Regions from separate parts of the Anas platyrhynchos genome. Here region 2 is linked to region 1. Evidence: chromatin contacts called from public Hi-C data. All regions are on one chromosome and are shown on one strand. The core of a region is the stretch at or near the end of the contact, and the rest is flanking DNA. Distances in the headings are between cores, read along the strand shown.

Evidence for each region. A called contact is a pair of places that touch in the nucleus more often than the background predicts.
Region 2: a Hi-C map of liver shows a contact between it and region 1, with 2.2 times the contacts expected there. The contact joins the promoter of ARTN here to the enhancer-like site in region 1. A contact is called at or near these places in 2 of 8 Hi-C or Micro-C datasets (liver and skeletal muscle).

What each region holds. Positions count from the first base shown.
Region 1 is chr8:28,820,863-28,825,384 of IASCAAS_PekinDuck_T2T, reverse strand. All of the region lies in intron 2 of ST3GAL3 (ST3 beta-galactoside alpha-2,3-sialyltransferase 3), which reads right to left. Among named protein-coding and RNA genes, the nearest start is that of ST3GAL3, 30 kb to the right of the region's middle. Within about 2 kb of position 1,889, at least 2 of the 8 cell types and tissues checked have an H3K27ac peak or open chromatin away from gene starts, as enhancers often do.
Region 2 is chr8:28,969,255-28,973,189 of IASCAAS_PekinDuck_T2T, reverse strand. ARTN (artemin) reads right to left here and starts at 2,097. Exons shown (of 4, transcript XM_072041967.1): 1 at 1,530-2,097.

The DNA.
Region 1 (4,522 bases), core at 640-3,139:
AAGTCCATGCTTTGAAGAGCAGCTTGTGACTCCAGGTTCTCTTTACCTTGCAGCCACAGCAGCTGATCCACACAAGGCATTACCTCCACCCAAAAGCCACACCATGTCCTAAACCAAACACCAACACATGCATCTGAAATTAAGATGTTCCAGAAGTCATCTGTGCATCCTAGAAGGATGCCAAAAAATGCTATGCTGTTCCTTGAGTATCTGCTTGACTATGAAAACTCCCATATGCAGATGGGAATAAAACCCCACACACAAACTGTAACTTTGAACAGTGCGTATATAGATTTTTCACTTCCTATTACCTTCTTTTACAAAAGCGTTTGATTTGAGGAAATCACTTGCTTCACCAAAATGTCAGAAAAATAACCCCGAGATGGACTAGATTCTGCCAGCAGGTTGTTTCCATGTGCAGAAAGTGGAGGACAATGGAGAAGTTATTCAAACAGCAGCAGCACAAGAGGAAGTTCATCATCACACTACCTAGTCCCTGGACAAATACAGCTGGAGATTATCTAAAGAAAAAAGTGTTCCTCCCATCACACCATGTATAAAAGTACAATGAATCTCTTTAAATTAAGACTTGGCAGAGAAACAATCCAGTGAGAGAACAGATTCAAGGGCACACAGAAGGTCAAATACTAAGAAACATTGGTTCCAGTCTAAGATCAATGGACATAAACTTCTAAGCACCTAACTAAATTTCGCAAACTTGTGAAACCAAACACCTACTCATACATTTTTGTTCCCATCTCTCTAAAAGGAACACCAGAAATTTCAAGGTCCAGATCATCAGATGTGCCACAATTCAGTGCTGAGTCACACCTCAAACACCCATGCTAACTTTGCTCTTTAGAGCAGCCACCTAGACGTTCAGAGGATTTTTGGCACCCCTGGAAGAGCAAACAAACATGAAAAGCAGCAACAAAAACCCACGCCCTGGATCAATAGATGACTTTAATCTACCCATCAATACAAAGGAGCAGCTTGCTTAAGAACAGTAACCAAGCATCCAGCAGTACCAGCATCACTGCAACACTGAGTGGCTTTGACAAAGTTAATGTGAAACTGCCAACTCCTCTTCACCAAAAGCCGCAATTCAGAAACTGAGAGCTGCCAGCACCCATTCTTACAGGAACCCAATTTCCTCAAAGAAAACCCATTGGGATCTCAGGAAGACAAGACCTCCACAGCATTCCACAACAGACCCCATTCCCCATTAGCATTTCCAGCCACCTGCTGAAGTGTGCTCCCAGCCAGGATTTCATAGACTCTCTGGGATTCACAAATTTTAGAGTTTCACCATTCTTGGATTACTCCACGAGCAGAACTCCTCATAAATGGCAACAGTCATTTTATTAACCTTATCCTCAACAGCTGCCTCCTCTGCCACAACTATACTTGACTGGCAAAATAACAGCTCGACACTGGCAGGTCTGGGATCAAATCAGAAACAGAAAAACAGCCTCTTGGTTTGTGATATGCCAGCTGTATTGGCAACTTTTGGGCCATCAGTTTGATTGAAATTGCCTGCACAAAAGAACAGCCAACAGGAAAAGGAGAGAGAGCAGTGAGCAGGGCATCCTATGAACAAGGACTACTGCAGAAGCCTGGGGCACCAGGTCACAAAACACGAGGGTCTGATCACTCAGAGAAAACAAACCGTATGTTTCTTCACAGCTTAAGCTGGTGGTTTGTAAAGCCTGGGGTTGGGGTGTGTGGGGGAGAGCGTTTGTTTGGTTTTGCAAGGTTTTAAAACTTTAATAAAAGAGCATCCTTCTCAGCCTGAATAACTTTGACATTCTTTCTCAACCATACTAAAACAAACATGCCCATGAGATATCCCAAACCAAATCAAGTAACGGCAATGCTAGCCATAATAGATGTTATTCAGTGTGATACACAAGCCCTAGCATTTTGAGGCCAAGGTCTCCATATGGAGAAATGTGAGCCAAAAGCTGGATTTAGGGCCAACTTCAAAATTGCACATATGGAAGGGAACTACAACCACCTTAAGATCCTCACTGCATCCAAGCAGGCAGTTATCACCAGCTCCAGGCCCACAGACATGTGAAAGAAGGAAATGAGATTTATCAGTTACAGCAGACCACTTTCCCACAGCTGGTTTTAATTAAGCTAATTTGGTGGTAGTGACTTATAGCAAGCAGAGCCTTCTCAAATCACTTTGTAAGTCTTTTTGCCAGCACTTTACCAGCTGTGCTGACCACGAACACTAACTAGGATGTTATTCTGCAGTTGTCTGAACTACGGCATTTAAGAGCGGTATGTGCACCCCCCTTAAATACCACCCAATAGTGCCACTGTTTACAGTAACAGGGCATGGGAAGAAGATGCAGAATATGAAGAAAGGTACTAGATAAACTCCACTGAGAAAGCCCCTTCTGAAAAGGCAGCTGGATCCCTTGCCAGAATCCCATTATGCCTTGGACATACCCATGCTACGTGAAACTTATTAACGAACATGTGGATAGAGAACAGATTTTGTAACTGTAGGAACACAACAGCCTATATAATTCCTAGGCTAGTTGTGCAGTCAACTCCTCCAGGCCAGTTTTTATTTTCTGGATACATACAGGATAGCTTGACCATGAATAAATGCTTTGGGTTACACCATGATCTTGCACAAGTCAGGGCATGGCTAGACAGTGCAAATTTAAGCTGCATTTCCAGGCATTCATAAGGGGATGGCAATGGGTTTAGCAAGGAAGACATTTAAATGACATCTAACTAGATGGAAGTTTTTCTAGGGGAACTGCATGCAGCAATAAGAATCAGAGAGACTAATGGCATCACTACCAGCATGGGTACGTAAGACCAAAAGACATTTAAAACAGATCTATCAGTAAATATAACTTAAGAACACACCAAAAGAAAATATTCTTTTGAAAAAACATTTAGCGCTTACTCAGAGCTGTACTGCCTAGTTCACACAAGGTATGCATTTCAGATACAAAAAAATCTTCCATTCAGATTAAAGCATGCAACCTAGTCAGCTCACCACAAATGCAGCCTGGGGCATTAATGCTACTGATGCCCAAGCCAGGGAAGTCACAGAACCAAATGCTATGTCACAAGCATTGCAAAGAAAACAAGTCATGTAGCAGGATCGTAACCTGGAGCTCCAGAAAAGCAGAATTCAGCCTGCTCAAGGACATGCTTCAAAGAACACCATAGGATAAGGGCTTGGAGAGAACAGGAGAGCTGGCTGATTTTGAAGGAGCACCTCCTTCAAACTCAAGAATGGTCCAGAACAGCATGCAGGGAATTGAGCAAAGGCAGGAGGAGTCCTGCATGGACAAACAAGGAGCACCTGTCAAAATTCAAATGTAAAAAGCATACAGGAGGTAGGGGCAGGGCCAGGTGAGCTGGGAAGGAAACAGACACTGTGCTAGCGTGCTGGGACAGGCTTTGGAAAGCCAAAGCCTGCCTAGAGTTTAATCTGGTGAGGGACAAAAAGGGCAAGAAGGGCTTTCTATAGGTAAATCAGGAGTAAAAGAAAGACGAGAGAAAATATGGGCCTGCTGCTGAATTGGGCAGCAGGCCTGCTGGCAAAAAAAAAAAAAAAAAAAAAATGCTGGAAAAATGGGCAGACAGAAGTCTCATGAAATTCAGCAAAGGGAAAAGTGAAGTCCCACTCCTGGGAAGAAGAAATAACTGTGTGCACCCACACAGGCCAAGTGCCAACCCACTGGAAACCAGCTTTGCAGAGAAGGACTTGGTGGACAAGTAGGGGAAGGAAGGCGAGGCAGCATCACGCCCTTGTGGGAAGGCAGGAGGGGGGATCCTGCTGGGGATCCCCTGTTACAAGGGGCACGGGGACACATGGAGCGAGTCCAGCGCATTAAGGTGATTAAGGGATTGGAGCATCTGCCATGGGACAGGCTGAGAGCACTGGGGCTGTTTGGCCTTGAGCAGAGGAGGATCAGGAGAATCTTAGTAATGTGTATAAATACCCGATGGGAGGGAGTAAAGGCGGCAGAGACAGGCTCTCCTCAGAGGTGCCCAGTGAAAGGACAGGCAGCAATGGGAACAAATTCAAACCAGGAAATTCTATTGAAATGTAATTAAAAAAGTAATTTCACTCTGAGGATGAAGATGACTTCCAGAGGTGACTTCCAGCCTCAACTATTTTATGATTCAGTGAAACACCCTTGTTCTAAATCAGCATTATCTCGTGGTTTAAGTGCAAGTACTTCCAGCCACGTTATGAATGAAATGCAGGAGTCCAGCTAACTGCAAGAAAGACAGACCTTCCAGTCTGCCAGTGGTATGATACCAGGCAAAAATCCCTTATCAGCCTCAAAGCGAGAGCTGAGGCCTACAACAAATCCAGTAACTGTAAGGTTAGGGTTCACCTACAAGGAATTTCCCTTCCAACATAATGAAGTGCATTGTTACAGCTACTATTTGAGCCCAGGAGTGAAAATCCAAGAATGATCCTGTTGAGGTCACAACTATTACCCATAATAAACCCTTCTTTACCCTGGGCTCTCCA
Region 2 (3,935 bases), core at 848-3,347, 150 kb before region 1:
GGCTGGGGGAGGCCGGTACCGGACACGTGGGGCCCACGGACGAGGAGCTGCCGCCGCGTGGAAGCAGCCGCGGCCGCCCGGGGGCACCGGGGGCAGCTCCGGTCCCCGCGCCCCGGTCCCGGGGCTCTCCCCAGGGGCGGCCCGGCCCGGAGGGAGCTGCCTGCCCCGCTCACCGGCCGGCCCCGGGCAGCCGGGGCAGGGACTCCCCCGACGTGCCTGAAGGGGTGAGCCCGAGAAGGGGCGGGCGAGCCCGGCCCCGTGCCCCCGGGCACCCCCGCGGGGTCCCCGCCTCTCCCCGGCCCGAGCGGGGGCAGCCCCGTTCCCCGCCGCGGCTCCCGAGCGCTTCCCACCGCGGGGCCGGGCTCGGGCAGCCCCGGGAGCCGCCGGGCCGGGACCTGCCCGGGGTGACGGGGGTGGTCCGGGCCCCCCTCGCCGCCCCGCGGGTTTTGCCGGCGGGGCGGGCGGCGGAGCGGACCCCCCTTATTTCTCCCCCCCTACCCCCGGCCCCGGTTCCCCGTAGGCTGCCGGCGGGCTGGGACGGCCGCTGCCGCCGCCCGCCGCCCCGGCCCGCACTCACCGTGCCCGCGGCGGGGAGCATCCCCCGGGCCGCCGCCGCCCCGCATCGCCTCCGCTCCCCGCCGCCCCCCGCCGCCGCGCCGGGGCGGGGCGCGGGCGGGGGCCGGCGCTGCCCCGCCGGCACCGGTACCGGCTCCCGTCGCCGCCGCCGCCGCTGCCGGTGCCGCCGCCGGTGCTGCTCCCGGTGCCGCTCCCGCTGCGCCTCGGGGGTCGGTGGTGCGGGTCCCGGTGCGCCCCGGGGTGCGGTGCCGGTGCCGGTGCCGGCGGGCGCGCAGTGCGGGGCAGCGGCGGCTCCATCCCGCTCCCGCCGCCGCCGCCGGTGTCAAATTCCAGCCGCCGTCACCTGACCGGCGGGGCGGGCACCGGCACCGGCACCGCGCCCCGAGCGCCACCGGGACCCCCCGGCCCGCCCCGCAGCCGGCACCGCCCCGGGAGCAGGAGGGCGCCGGCCCCGGGACCCCGCCGGCACCGGGACCCGCAGCGGCACCGGGACCTCCACCGGCACCGGGCGGCCGGACAGCCTCCGGACAGCCCTCCCGGACGGACCGACGGACGGACGCCCCGCGGCGAGGCTCCCCGGGCGGCTCCCTGCCCCGACAGCGCGGTCGCAGCACAGGCAGGACGGACACGGGGCCCCCCCCGTGCGGGGCCACGCTCAGCCCTTCCCGAACGGGACGGATCCCCTGGAGGGCGAGGGAGGGTTTGGGGTGGGGGCCACGGCCCCACGGAGCACCCTCACGCGTGGCGTCGGGGGGAGCCCCCCCTGCGGCCCCGTGGGGGCCCCCGCGGCTCGGCGTGGGCGCAGCGGGGCCCGTCCCCACGCACCCGAGCCCCCTCGGGCCACCCGTGCGCCTCTCCGGAGGAGGAGTCCGGGCTCCCCGCCCTGCCTCCCCGCCCGCCCCTGCGCCCCCGAGGCCACCCCGGGCTCGGCCACCCGCCGGCAGCCTCCTTACCTCCGCCGCCTCCCTGCCTCCCTCCGCCGGGGCCGTCGCAAGCCCCGGGGACATGGGGGCCGGCTGGCGAGCCGAGCCGAGCCGAGCCGAGCCCGTGCGAGTCCCTGCGTCACCGCCCAGGGCCCTCCACGTCCATCGTGGGGCTCTCGAGTGCTCCTGGCGAACGTGCCAAAATCCCAGGGCCGCCTCTGCTCGGCCTCGCTTCACACGTGCTCCCCTGGCCGGAGCTGGCCGTGGGGGCACAGCCCAGCCCGGCCGAGCCCCCCGGGGCCAGCCCTCATGGCTCGCTGGCCCCCCGGGCCCTGCCCGCGCCGGTGGCCGGAGGCGTCCGTCCAGGCTGCGCGCCCCGGGATGCTGCCGGCCGTGTCATCTGCCCGGGCAGCTCCTCGCAGCCTCCCCGGGCTTATATAACTCTCCCTGGCTGGAGCAGGGCCAGCGGCCACGCCGTGGCTGCACGCCGGCCCCAGGGAGCCCCTGGGGTTTTGGCCTGGGCTCCTTCCTTGCTCCCCGATCCCAAAGCGGCGTTGACGGCTTCCCCGCCACCCGGACCCTGTCTGGAAGGGCTGGAGGAGCGTGAGCTGAGATGAGACGAGGCTGCCTGGCCTGGCCTGGCCTCGTCTCGCCGGATTATCCCTCGCAGGATGACAGCTCCCGCATCCCTCCCGTGGCAGCACCTGCTGGGGAATGTGCTGGCCCGGGGGGTGGTGGCCAAGCTGTCCCCGGTGCTGCTAGCGGGGTGGCAGAGGGTCCGGAGGCACCGTTCCTGCCCTAAGAGGGCTGAGCATGGCGTGTGGGGGTCTCGCTGCTGTGTCCTGGGACTGCTCCTGAGGTTTGGGGGCACAGGGGTGGCCCTGGGGTGGGGAATTGGCAGGGATGGGGTTGGGGAATGGGACTCTGCTTCGCAGGGTGGCAGGCTGAGGTAAGGGGACTGCCTGCTTGGACAGCCTCCCCGGGGGTGGCACGTCCTGCCCTGGGGCCCCTGGCCGTGCCTGTGGGGCTTGGTGACAGCCCAAGGTGCCCCAGGCAGGGTGCCCCATCCCTTCCCACCTTCCCTGCACACTGCTGGGCTGGTCCTTGTGCCCCCTCGTGTCCTGGCTCAGCTGGGAGCTGGCCCTGGGTGTGATGCTGGGGGTGGGCATGGCACAGCGGGGTGTCCAGGGGACCCCTTGTGGTGCCCACGGTGTCCCCGGTCCTGTACCGGGGTGGCTGTGCACAGCCTGCCCCCTGTCCCCTCCTGGGGGTGCCCCCTTTGTGGCTGACACCCCATAAACCCGGAGGCCCTGGCTCTCTCTGTGCCCTGGAGCACGGAGCTCGCCACCAAGCACGTGGGGAGCAGAGCTGTGACGCAGACGGGCCGGCTGCGCTGTCCCTGTCTCGGTGGCGACGTGATTCCTTTGGGGACATCTGCTACCAGAACCAAGCGTCTGCTCCTGCTAACGTGGCTGTCCCCGCGTGCCCTGCTCCCCGGCTCGGGTCCGTGCCACGTGTGGGGGTGGCAGCGGTGGCTCTGCTCCGTTAGGGTCTGGAAAAGGAGCGTGGAGAAGAGGGGTCTGAGCAGCTCCAGCCGCTCCCCTCTCCAACTGGGGCTCCGTAACTTGTAGCCGTGCTCCCGGGAGGCAGTCGCCTCCGCAGTGTCCCGCCAGTGCTGGCAGGAGGCCACCCCTGGTGTCCGTCAGACCTGTCACCCACTTGGAAGCAGCCCCCCCAGCTCCCCCGAGTGACGAAACCGTCCCTGACTCGTCCCACGGCCCTGGAAGCTCCCCAGCACGGCTGGGGCCACGGCAGGGGTCACATCCTCCCTCCGGGCCCTGGCAGGTGTTGGAGGCGGTCACGGCCTCGGCCCCCGGCTTCCTAAACTGCTTCCTTCCTGGACGCGGCGGCGAGAAGGTCGCTGTGCCGGACACCTGCCTTCCCCGGGGCCGCACCCTGTGGGGTGCTGAGCGGCCCTGCTGCCGGGGAGGCCCCCGGAGAGGCCCAAAGGGAGGTGGCCGCAGGGAGGACGCCGTCACCCCGGCTTCCTCTGTGTGCCCCGAGGTCAGGCACGGTGTGCTTTGATGGGGAGGATCAGAGCGAGGGTCTCGGGGCCCTCTCTGTCCCCTCCAGCCCTGGCTTGGTGCCTCGAGTGCTTCCCACAAGGGGAGGGCGGCTGGGACAGCCTCCACTGCAGCTCGGAGGGGCACAGAGGTGCCTGCGGTGCCCCCATCGCTCCCTCCAGCAGGACACGGGAACGCGGTGGTTTGAGGCTGGGTGACTTCCACAGCTCAACAGGTGGGACAGCAAAACACCTCCAAACGGCCAGCCCCGCATGTACAAGGGGGCTGCTGCCCCCCGACACCTTGTGCGCCCACCCCGAGCCCCTCTCCCACCCCCTCGGGCAGCAGGCAGGAGGAACACTGCCCTCTCCTG